Linked DNA regions of Ovis aries: region 2 is linked to region 1. A link is a contact called in public Hi-C data. All regions are on one chromosome and are shown on one strand. Each heading gives the region's core, a stretch centred on a gene start, on an enhancer-like site or on the middle of the called end of the contact. The rest is flanking DNA. Distances are from core to core; before and after follow the strand shown. Region 1 holds the start of SIAH2 (siah E3 ubiquitin protein ligase 2). Region 2 holds the start of SELENOT (selenoprotein T).

What was found. Hi-C and Micro-C count contacts between places; a contact is called where the count stands out from the background.
Region 2: a Hi-C map of hypothalamus shows a contact between it and region 1, with 2.3 times the contacts expected there. The contact joins the promoter of SELENOT here to the promoter of SIAH2 in region 1.

The regions. Positions count from the first base shown.
Region 1 is chr1:238,086,041-238,092,461 of ARS-UI_Ramb_v3.0, reverse strand. SIAH2 (siah E3 ubiquitin protein ligase 2) reads right to left here and starts at 2,712. Exons shown (of 2, transcript XM_015092602.3): 1 at 1,969-2,712. The coding sequence starts at 2,397.
Region 2 is chr1:238,252,702-238,259,122 of ARS-UI_Ramb_v3.0, reverse strand. SELENOT (selenoprotein T) reads left to right here and starts at 2,967. Exons shown (of 6, transcript XM_004003256.6): 1 at 2,967-3,220. The coding sequence starts at 3,081.

The DNA.
Region 1 (6,421 bases), core at 1,463-3,962:
ATTGTGTCCGACTCTGTGACCACATGGACTGTAGCTCGCCCAGGCTCCTCTGTCCATGGGATTTCCCCAGGCAAGAATACTGGAGTGGGTAGCCATTCCCTTCTCCAGGGGATATTCCCCACCCAGGGATTGAACCCGCATCTCCTGCATTGTCAGGCAGATAGGGATAGCTGACTGATATCAAATGCTCATTTGTAAAATGTTATTCATCTGAAATCATTTCTTCTGTTAGCCACTAAAGGCCTAGGGGAAAGTGAAGGCTGAGAAGATGGCTCCCCAGAAACCCTGTGGGGCATCCCCCACCTACTCACCCAGCTTCCACAAAATATCTCAAACCTCAAATATCCACTCTTATGTCACTAATCACCAAATCTTCTCTTGGTCACTAGGCTACCACCTTGTTCATGACCCTAAGAAAATTTTGAAACTGTTTTGTGTAAATTTTATGACAAACTACTACTGGGCTGGGTGCATTAGTAAGCATTGCATGAGGAGTGGTTCAAAGCATGATAATTTATTAGGGTTGACTGAAAACCCAGAGCTCAAACACAAGTTCAAACGCTTATTTGAATATGCTATTTTAAACCCTATTTGTGGCAGGACACAGACCAAATTAAATCACTCATTTTACTGACATTCGTCCCAAGCTTCAGTTCTCTGGTGGATTATTTTTAATTTAAAAATAAGCCCTTGCCCTATAAAAGTAAGCAGCAGCAAAGAGAAATCAATGCCAGAGAGCCTAAATGGCCCATGAAGCGCTTTACCAAAAAAACTCCAAAAATATTAATGACATTATTTCTAAGTTTAAAAAATGAGATGTATGGTAAAATTCTAGGTTATAATGCGGTAATATAGATAGATACGTCTCTATCTGCTCCTGAAACTGCTCCTGAAGATTTTTACCCAAAAGATGTAAACTGATGTTACAGTATGACCACACAATGCAAAATTATGCAGCCATTTAAAATACAATGAGATAGACTTAGGCTGCAGACATATAAAAACATGTGTGATGAAACGAACTTAAGTCAGCAAGCTGCAGAAGCCATTTTTGGAGAAAAACTTACGTGTGCATATATAAACCTTCCTGACATTAACATCGACCATTCTATATTCAGCTGCGGAGAGTGTATTTATACATGGTTAGAAAAAACTCCATGCAGATGCATACTAAACCTAACATTGGTGGGAAAGGAGACGTTTGGGTCTTTCACTTGTCTCAGTGATGTGCCCTTTTTTTTTTTTCTTTTGCAAGAGCACTGATAATTTTTTAACTAAACAAAAAATAAAGTGGTGGGCTTTAAAGAACTGTAACAACAGCTCCTGCGTGCCCTTCCAGTTAAATTCCCCATCAACTCTTGTTTTCTCCCCACTTAGTAAAATAACACAACTCATCAGTCCTTGGAAGGCTAGGAGAGGGAAAGGCGTGGCTTACAAGGTTTTCTTGTTGGAGGAAAACAGGCTGTAGGCGCCCTTTTTTTTTTTTTTTTTAGCTACACTCCCGAGGGCTCCCACGTGTCAGGGGTGCGCAGAAGGCAGACGCGGGGGGGGGGCAGGAGGAATCCAGGACCAGTCCTTCCAAGCCCAGCGCTGGCGAGGGGTGCGTTTAATTCGCTCCTTTCCCCTCTCCTCTGTCCCCCACAGATAGTCAGCTTCTGGGTCCAAGTTTTCCTTCGGCGGCCCAGCTCTACCCAGGCTGAGTACACGTCTGCAGAGTACGCAGGCTCCGGGTGGGGACAGCGTGATCGCGTGCCAATCAGGCTGGGGTCAGTGATCGGGCAGCAGTCGGCCCAGAGCTGCTCCCAAAGTGGACAGGTGGCATGGGGGAGGGCGAACACGGTGTAAACTTTTTTTCCCCCCCAGTTAATGAGAGAAGCCCACTGCCTCTCAGCGCCCGCGAATGGGCTGGGGACACAGGAGTCCCAGGAGGTCGCCGGGCGGTGGTGCGTGGCTGGCACCTGGGCTTACCTTGCAGGGAAACAGAACTGCCGAGGCCACCTTCTCCATAGCCAGGTTCCTGATGCTGGGCGTCAGGGCGCCCCGGCACGTCGGGCAGCAGCTCAACTTCTGGCGGCATTGGTTACACACCAGGTGCCCGGCCTGGCACTGCAGGATGGGAGGCAGGACATAGTCAAAGCACACCGGGCACTCGAAGAGCGAGGTCAGCTCGTGGTGCTGCGGAGACACTGGCCCAGCCCCGCCGCCGCCGCCGCCGCCGCCGCCGGGGCCCGAGACCACCGCCGCCGCGGCGGGCACCGCGGACGAGCCGGGGCCCGCAGCCGAGATGGTGGCGGCGGCCGGGGGCGCAGCCGGGGACGGAGCGTGCTGTGGCTGCGGCGGCGGCTGCTTGCTGCAGGGTTTGTTAGCGCTGGGGCCGGTGGAGGACGGGCGGCTCATTGCGCTCCGAACCAACCATGGAACTGCGGGCGTCTGCCTGCCGCGGGGCCGCCGGGGTCAAGGCGGTGCGCGCCCCGCGGGCGGCGGGCTCCTGGGCAACGCCACCGCGCCCAGCCCGGGACCGAGCAGCGGAGACGATCGGCGCCGGGCAGGATGGAGGGCTGGACCGCGCTGACGATCTCCGCGGTCCCCGGCGCTCCGAACACCCCTTCGAGCCCCCAAACTCCTCCTCCCGGCGGTGTCGCGGCCCCGAAGCCGAGCGGCGCGCAGAACCCCGGCCCACCAGCTACCGGAGCGGCCGCTGACGCAAGCCCCGGGGGCGCGCGCGGACGTGACGCTTGGACACGTGTGCGGCCGCCCGGGCGCGCGGGGACTGGCAGAACCACCCGGAGCTGGAGCTCCGGCTCCGCCCGACTCCAGCTGGCAGCGCTGGGGACCGCCTAGCGCCAGCGCTTCCTGCCTGGGCTGCGGTCCCGGCCCGCGCCAGTGAGCATGCCCGGCTCGCCGCTGCCGCCGCGCGGGGTCTCCTTTTCCGGGCCGCGGAGGAGTCCGCCCTTCGGCAAGGCGTCGCCTGAGTTCTTCGGCCACACCCCGGGGAGTCACGCCAACGCGTTCCGCGGGCTCAGAGCCGAAGGATAACTTTAGGCGGGGCGGGGGCTTGGGTGGGGGGGGGGGCGGGGCGGGACGCGGGTGCCCCAGGGACAGGTCGGAAAAAACCGAGAGGTTTCTTTTCCCAGGGTTGAGTCAGCAGCACGCGGGGGAGGCGTGACCGCGGTCAGGACGGCTCTTACTTAGACCCGGAGCTTTGGGCGGGAGCAGGGCAAGGGGCTCGGGATGGGTCTGCAGCGGGCGCAGGACCTAGTGCTGGGATGTTAAGGATATGTTTGGACCACTCTTTGGTCCTGCTCTTCCCAGGGGGAAAGGAGGTAAACTAGTCTTTTACCATTGGCCCTGCCAAAGCCTTCGTTGAATTGAGTTGAGCGCCTCTGACTTGCTAGAGGGCCAGGGAGGGAGTTCACGGACAGAGTTAACTAAAAGGAGTTCGAGATCGCCAGAATCTAAGAATGCCAGAAATGCGGCTAGGGTCCTGAAACCCCGGGAAAACAATGGATGATGCTCCAGTATAACGCATCTTTATCTTTGAGATCCCGCGGAAGTCCAAGACTTTGATGGCAAGGTGTGGGCCCTGGCCCCACACGCTCAGCCGAAGCCCTGGAGTGAGAACCGCAAGTTAACGTGTACGGAGTTGAATTGCTTTTCTGCAACTTTGACCCACTGACACTGGAATTGAGGCAATGAACTATGTAGCTGGGACTCAGGTCTTTCTTTGTAGGAGAGGCAGTGGTAAAGACTAGGTGAAAAATGGGCCTCTGCTTACCATCAATGTGACTTTGGACAAGTTCTTTATTTCTTTGTGCCTCAGTTTCCTCATTTGAGAAAGTGGAATAAAAACAGTACCTATCTTATGGGTGGGATAGTGAGGATTAAATGAGTTTGTTATATGCCAAGAACCTGGCCCATCATAATAGCTGGTTAAAAGTTTAGCAGTTATTTTTAAAAAGTAGTATTAGGGAATGTTTAATAATATTAATGAGTCCTCAGTGAATAAAATTTGTCCAAAAAATAGACTGTTAGAAGCCAGAAGAAAGTTTAGTCTTATACACGGTATATAGAAAGATTACATGCAAGGATTTTGTTGCATTTGATCTAAATCTTGAAAAAAATTAATAGATAACGTTGCTCAATCTTAAGTAAATGTTTCCTGAGCATTTATTATGTACCAGCAGTCACTGTTGGACTCTGACAGTGGTTCTAGTTTAGTCTACTAATAGTAAGGGAACACTATGCTAATAGCCAAACACTCATGAAAGAGAGTTTCAGATGAATAGGTGAGAGTATGAGGGGTGGTGGTAAAGATATTGTAGCAGCAGCTAAAGCACATTGAGAGAAGGTATTGGGACTTGGGGGCCTAGGGGTGGTACATGGGAGCCTCAATTGGCCTGATAAGACCTTTAGATCAGTGACAAGGGGTAGCCTCTGTAGGTTTTTGAAAGGCACAGTAATGTGGCTGAGTCTGAGTTTTTGGAAGAGTACTCTGGGAATACAAAAAAATAATAATAATAACTGATGTTTATTAAATGTCCACTATGTGCCAGGAATGGATGGTTTTCAGGCCTCTGCAATAATCCTACAGGATGGATACTAATGTTATCATTTCCATTTTATAGTCAAGGACACTGAGCCACAGAAAGACTTAATTTGCTCAAGATCACATAGCTGATCATGTTGGGAAAGCTTCAGAGTCCCTTTTTCCCCAAGCTTTTTGTTTTTTTGACCTTGGACAGTTTTTTAAGTCTTTATTGAATTTTTTACAGTGTTGCTTCTGTTTTGTGTTTTGGTTTTGTTGATGCATGTGGGATTTTAGCTCTTCTACCAAGAATTGAACCCATATCCACTGGATGTGAAGATGAAGTCTTAACCACTGGACCGCCAGGGAAGTTGTAGGGCCTTTCTTGTTAAGTACTAATCTATATCCTTTCAGTTATACCACAAAAAGTACTTATAGTCTGGTTAAGGAGTTAAAGTTAGCACACTCAACACAGAAGACAGCTATACAGCCTCTAATAGAGTGCTGAATTTTGTGAGTACACTTCACCTAAATTCTTTCCTTAGCTGGTAATGAGAGGAAAAATTTAATCATATTGTTGGTTCCATTTTTACCTTTTTATGGCCTAAAGAACACAATAGAGACAATAGAAAAAAAAACCACCCAGTTTCACATTTATTGGAGAAAATAGAATGTTTTCCACTTTTAATTTAAAACCCAAGCAAATGGAATTTATTACATGTGCTTTCACTCTCTCCACCTCTCAGTGCAGGTGGCTCCCATTCTCCCGTCTTACTAGCTCTCATCAGAGAAGCGAGGTCCCCACCCTTGCCACGTTGATATGAATTTTCAGTATTCCAGCCAGCTAGGCCCTGGTTGTTCTAAAAGCAGTTTGGTTTCAGATGGGAAAAGCAATTTTCTGCAGAGAGGATCCGGTTTATTTTTCTTAAAAGAAAAAACAACTGACCTATCAACTCTTAACCCTGGCAGATGCCTCCTCCCTCCTTCACATCATTGCACTTCTGAATAAGTTGAGCAGGGTAATTAAAAAAAATTGCTGAGGCAGTTGCCGAGCGTGAGTGGATGAGCGTGGACAGGCCTGCTGGCTAACCTATACCAGTGCCTTCTCCAGGCTGCCAGGCTGGCCTTTCTGGTCCTGCTTCCTGCTTCCTGCTTCCTTGGGGCTTTCGAATCAGATAGAGGTGGCCTTTGCACACTGGGTGCTGTGAGCTGGGGCGCCCTCTCAGGAGGCCACGTGTGCTGAGTGGAGTTGTGTTTACTTGCCCTTGGGAGTTGCTGCTGTTGCTGGGGGCTTTGTGGCCTGGGGAGGGCAGTGGGGAGTCCAGCCTTTTGTTATCACCTGATTCCTGACCCATTTACCACATCTGCTGGTTGGCTGCCTTCCCCCACCCACCGAGGCCTGAATTACACAAAAGGGACATGTGTGAAGCAAGACACACTCCTTAACCCACCTCCCCCTCTGTATTACCCTTTTCAGATTAGGGGTAGACCGAGTAACCCATCTTTCCCTATTTTTTTCCCTATATATTTATCCCTATATATTTTTTCCCTATGTATTTATCCCTATATATTTTTTCCCTATATATTTATCAGGGTGGGTCTTATTTGTAAAAGCTCGCAGGTGACCCCTAATCTCACTTAAACTGCTGAGCATGGTGAGAAAGGCCCCAGTGAAGTAGACACGCTCTCACTCTTCTTTCTGTAAGTTACAAATTGTGTGGTTTTGCTAATTAGGCAGCTTCTGCAATTGGGCAAATGGTGTACCTTTTCAGAGTGAAGTGTGGTCGGCCTTTTCTGTTTAGACATAGAGATGACTCAGGAGTGCGCTGGAGTTTGCTGTGTGGAAATTTCTGATAAGAGAAGAGCTAGTGGGAAATTTGGAGGTGACTGTGTGAC
Region 2 (6,421 bases), core at 1,718-4,217, 170 kb before region 1:
TGTGGTGTATGCTGCATTGAATAATAAACGAAACGTTACAAATTCCTGGTGTAATCTTGACCTTAAGGTTTTCTCTGATGGGACCTAAAACAGATATCAACCAATGGCAATGGATTACTTTTTACTTTGCTTTTGATTTTAGTCCTTTTTGTGTTCCCAATTTCTTGGTTGCAGAAAGTAGGCTTCATTTAGCCTCTTTGACATTCCCTGAGTTCCAAAGAGCAGATTCAAAAGGTTGCTGTCAGGGAAGTTAGAGAATGCAGAAACCAGAGAAGTGCAGTCAAGAAAGGGGGCAGGGTGGTGGTCCAGTGGTTAAGAATCCACCTGGCAATGCAGAGAACTATGATCCCACATGCCTTAGGCCAGCTATACTAGAATGCCACAACTGCTGAGCTGCTGTGTGACAACTGGAGAGTCCTTGAGCTGCATTGAAGGTCCTTCACGACGCAGTGAAGATCCCAAGTGCCAACACTAAGACGGGATGAAGCCAAGAAAAAAAAAGAGAATTTGTGCAGCCACAACAGTGTGGTCTTGGGAAATAGGCAGAGACTACAAGGCCCCTACTCAGGTGGAGGATGGTAATTTAAGGCTGAGCCCAAGATTCCCGGTACACCACCATTACTTCACCACCAACCTATCAAAAGAAAGCCACCCACACTGAGGCCTCACCCCAAATTTTGCTTATAAAACTATCCCCCCCAACCATCGAAGATTTCAGGATTTTAGGCACAAAGCACTCATCCCCTTTGTATTGGCGCATTTATAGTAAATGCTGCGTTTTCCTTCACTACAGTCCAATGTCAGTAGCTCGTAGTGAGCAGACCCATTTGGTTCAGTAACAATTTGAAAAATTAACAATAAAAATAAATACTAAGGAGAAATTTGAACAGTGGATATTTTGGTATGAAGCAATAATTCATTTTTTACAGTGGAATAATGGCATTGTCAAAGCCTTTGACTGTGTGGATCACAATAAACTGTGGAAAATTCTGAAAGAGATGGGAACACCAGACCACCTAACCTGCCTCTTCAGAAACCTATATGCAGGTCAGGAAGCAACAGTTAGAACTGGAAATGGAACAACAGACTGGTTCCAAATAGGAAAAGGAGTACGTCAAGGCTGTATATTGTCACCCTGCTTATTTAACTTCTATGCAGAATACATCATGAGAAATGCTGGGCTGGAAGAAGCACAAGCTGGAATCAAGATTGCCAGGAAAAGTATCAATAATCTCAGATATGCAGATAACACCACCCTTATGGCAGAAAGTGAAGTGGAACTAAAAAGTCTCTTAATGAAAGTGAAAGAGAAGAGTGAAAAAGTTGGCTTAAAGCTCAACATTTAAAAAATGAAGATCATCCCATCTGGTCCCATTCATGGGAAATGGGGGAACAGTGGAAACAGTGTCAGACTTTATCTTTTTGGGCTCCAAAATCACTGCAGATGGTGATTGCAGCCATGAAATTAAAAGACACTCCTTGGAAGGAAAGTTATGACCAACCTAGACAGCATATTGAAAAGCAGAGACATTACTTTGCCAACAAAGGTCCGTTTAGTCAAGGCTATGGTTTTTCCTGTGGTCATGTATGGATGTGAGAGTTGGACTGTGAAGAAAGCTGAGCGCCAAAGAATTTATGCTTTTGAACTGTGGTGTTGGAGAAGACTCTTCAGAGTCCCTTGGCTGCAAGGAAATCCAACCAGTCCATTCTAAAGGAGATCAGCCCTGGGTGTTCTTTGGAAGGAATGATGCTAAAGCTGAAACTCCAGTGCTTTGGCCACCTCATGTGAAGAGTTGACTCATTGGAAAAGACTCTGATGCTGGGAGAGATTGGGGGCTGGAGGAGAAGGGGACGACAGAGGATGAGATGGCTGGATGGCATCACCCCAACTCGATGGAGGTGAGTTTGAGTGAACTCCGGGAGATGGTGATGGACAGGGAGGCCTGGTGCTGCAATTCATGGGTTCGCAAAGAGTCTGACACGACTGAGCGACTGAACTGAACTGAATGGTATTGTGATCAGTTCCCGCTCCCCTCCCCCCCAGATGGTTATTTTTTAGATATACACCCTTAAAAATCTATAGATGAAGTTATTTGTCTCCTACTATCTTCCCTTTGGGAAAAGCAGTTAGAGCTATACTACAGACAATTAAGATTGTCAAAATGCCAGTAATGTTAACGGTGAGTAAGGTAATTATTCTGTTCTTTTATATGATTTTGGGAATTCCCTGGTAGCTCACTCGGTAAAGAACCTGCCTGTACTGCAGGAGACCAGGCTTCAGTCCCTGAATTTGGAAGATCCCCTGGAGAAGGAAATAGCAACCCACTCCAGTATTCTTGCCTAGGAAATTCCATGGACAAAGAAGCCTGTCGGGCTACAGTCCATGGGATCACAAGAGTGGGACACGACTTAGCGACTAAAACCACTATATAATTAAGTTTTCCAAAGGTCTTTTTTTTTTTTTTTTAAGATTCCTTTAGGAAAGAGCAATATTGCAAGGAAATTCAAACAAAAGGCCATAGCACGCGGCCAGAAAGACTGAAGCATTCCTGTTCGGAAGGCAGCTGCTGCTGCTAAGTTGCTTCAGTCCTGTCCGACTCTGTGCGACCCCATAGATGGCAGCCCACCAGGCTCCGTCCACAGGATTCTCCAGGCAAGAATACTGGAGAGGGTTGCCATTTCCTTCTCCGTTCGGAAGGCAGGGGCTTTCTCTTTTAGCTCCCACACCTGAATCAAGACTGTTAAACACGTGTTCTTAAACGTCTCGGGGATATAAATGTCTGAATTAAACTGTATACAGAATCCAGTTGTGTCGCGAGCTTTCATCAACTGGCTCCTCCTGTCATTCCACCCCACAGCCTCCGGCGCACACCCAACATGGTGGGTCAGGACAGTAAAATGGGTCAGCGCTCCCTCTCACAGCCTGCGCCGGCGCCGGGATGCGCATGCGCATTCCTGCTTCTCTCGTCGACCTTGGCGGATCGCGTTTGCGCGGTGGGGATCAGTTCTCAGCACCCGCTCGGCTTTGGGCTGGCTGCGGTCTCAGTGTGAGGGCGGCCGAAGTGGCTGGCTCGTTTAAGATGAGGCTTCTGCTACTTCTGCTGGTGGCGGCGTCGGCGGTGGTCCGGAGCGATGCCTCAGCCAACTTGGGCGGCGGCGTGCCTGGCAAGAGATTAAAGATGCAGTACGCCACGGGGCCTCTGCTCAAGTTCCAGATTTGGTAAGTAGGTACGCCGGTTCCCGGCCGCGCCTCTGCTCGGCCCCTCTGACTACGCGAGGCCCCGGATCCGCGGCCTAGAGGGCTGAACCTTCCCCGGCCCGGAAGAACGGCGCCAGCAGCCTTCCGCCGCCTGCCTCCTCCGGTCTCTTCCCGGGGATGGCCTGGCCGCCCTCCTTGCCTCCAAGCACAGCCGCTCACTTTGTTTTTATTTTTATTTCTTTGGTTTCTCGAATGAATGGAATGGGAACGGAGGGAAGGGGAATGGCAAATACTGAAAGGCGAAGGCTTGGGGACACTTGTCAGTACGGAGAACCGGTCGGCGGCGTCACGCCACGGCCATCCGGCTGCCTTGCGGAGGTGGGTTATGTATGAGTCGGCGCAGTGTCAGCGCGGGAGCTCCAGCGTTTGTCACTGGCTTCACTTTTCCCCTCGCCTTTCTCGGGTAACGCCTGGCGGCCTCGCTGCCCTGCTAGACGAAGGTTAACTTGGGCCATTGGAGGGATCCCGCGAGGGACAGACGTCTTTTTCTCCAGGATCCGCCAAAGTGACTGTTGGATGAGGGAGACGGGATTCTGATAGCTGATGGGCTTGGATGGGGAAGCTGATTCTCCGTTTGCAATTTCCAAAGTGTTTTTGAAAAGGAGCACGTTGCCCTTCTGACAAGCGTTCACTCCCAGACAACTGCATCTTCTTCTCCAATCCCCTTACTCCCGGGAGTTCCTTGCCCTGGCATCTCTCTCCACCTTTCAGATCTCTTGGGCCTTAGAAATAGCAAAAACAATCCCTCATCCCCCCAAACCCGGCAGTTTTTGACAATTTTCTGTAAGTTTGTTGTTACCTAGATAAGTACTAGAAGCAGAATAGCAAGGCATGCGATAAGGTAAGTGGTATTGGGGAACGTTTGAAAGGCTCCGATGAAAAACAAAAAACAAAATTGTAAAATTGTAGAAATTAGAATCCTGTATCTCAAAAGATGGTTTGTTTTTTTGTTTTCTTTCCTCAGAAGACGGTGGTCAGGTTAGTAAATCTGGAGAATCCTGTTATTTTTGAATACTGGTGTTGGCTTTAATACATTTAAAGTCAGTTTTTTCAAGCTTCATGTATTAATATGTGTACTAAAATTTAGATTTTCTGCTTATCCAATTAGCTTTTTGCTCAATCTTAAAGACTAAGCAAATCTTTAAAATTAAATCAGTTTAAGTGACATTTAAAGAAAGTCAGAAAATAAGATTTTTGAAGTGAAAACTAAAACCTTGCTTCTTTCTGATTGAAAAAAGCTTCCTGTAGTGTTTACTGTGTGCCTGGCATATATCATTGTATATCATCTTTCATTTGTGATACTGTAAATGAGAATTTTGGCTTGACTCCCCCCTCCCTGTCCTTTTTTGTTGTTGTTGTTGAAAGTGGCAGTCTTCTTACTACTTATAAATATTATTAAGAATTAAGTGTGATACTTTTGGATTTAAGTAGTTAAAAAAAGACTGCATTTTCCAAGTTAAGTAATTTTTCTGTTTCTTATCTCTGGGTTTCATTTGTGCTTTTCAAAAATATTCTTTTACAGTTGGTTATATCAGTTTACTTGTCACAGTAATTTAACAAATGTACCTTCCTCTTAGGTACACAGCAAAGTTTTGAAAATGTATAAATAAATGTAGGGAAAGGCATTCAGTTCTTAAAATTAAGCTTCAAAAACGTCATAAGTACTTCAGTTGAACTTCTTTTTTAAAGATTATTTATTTAATTATATTTGGCTGTGCTGGTTCTTAATTGCTGCACGGGCTTTCCTTTAGTTGTGATGAGTAGTGGCCACTGTCTAGTTGCAGCATAGGGGTGTCTCATTGCGGTGGCTTTTCCTGTTGCAGAGCACAAGAGAAGATCGCCGGGGCTTCAGTCGTTGCAGTGTGTGGGCTCAGTAGTTGAAGCTCCCAGGCTCTAGACCGCAGGCTCGGTAGTTGTGGCAGGCTTCGTTGCTCCTTGGCTTGTGGGATCTTCCTGGATCAGGGATGGAACCAGTGTCTCCTGAATTGGGAAGCAGCTTCTTTACCACTAAGCCACCAGGAAAGCCCTCAGTTGAACTTTTGTTACTTAGTTTTTGTTTCCTTTTATTCTTTAAGTAGAAAAGTACAGACTTGTCCTAAATTCTTTTGCAGTCATCCTAAGCATGTTACATACAAAAATGCTTCACTCTTAAAAAAATATATCTGTATATGGCAAAAAAACCTGTTAATATGCCCTGTGCCCTTTTGTGACCCAGCAATCCCACTGCTGGGCATATACACTGAGGAAACCAGAATTGAAAGAGACATATATACCTCAATGTTCATTTCAGCACTGTTTACAATAGCTAAAGACGTGGAAGCAACCTAGATGTCCATCGGCAGACAAATGAATAAGGAAGTTGTGGTACATATACGCAATGGAATTACTCAGCTATAGAAAAAAAAAGAACACATTTGAGTCAGTTCTAATGAGGTGGATGAAACTGGAGCCTATTATACAGAGTGAAGTAAGTCAGAAAGAGAAGCACCAATAGTATATTAATGCATATACATGGAATTTAGAAAGACAGTAATGACGATCCTATATGCAGGACAGCAAAAGACACACAGATGTAAAGAGCAGACTTTTGGACTATGCGGGAGAAGGTGAGGGTGGGATGATTTGAGAGAATAGCATTGAAACATGTATATTACCATATGTAAAATAGAGGACCAGTGCCAGTTCAATGCATGAAACAGGCAGGGCACACTCAAGCCAGTGTACTGGGACAACCCAGAGGGATGGGGTGGGGAGAGAGGGGGAGGGGGCGGTGCAGGATGGGGGGACACATGCAGCTGTGGCTGATTCATGGCAATGTATGGCAAAAACCATGACGATATTGTAAAGTAATTATTCTCCAATTAAATTAATTAAAAAAATATGCCCTATGCCCTACCAAATACAGGTAAATTTAGCTTGTTTGTTACTTTTTCCCCCTGAGACTAATCTGTATATAGTAAAGTGAATATTTGGTTTCTGATTTTGATAGAATCTCTTGGGCATTTATTTGCAAGTTTGGGAAAAGAAGGAAGTTAAGACGAGGATAAATCTGTGAAAATTATTTTAATTCCATTTAAAATCAAAGTGCTGTAAAGTGCAGCTTTTCATTAATTACCAGCGTTAACAGAGAACTCATTTTTCCCAAACTTTAAACTTTTGTTT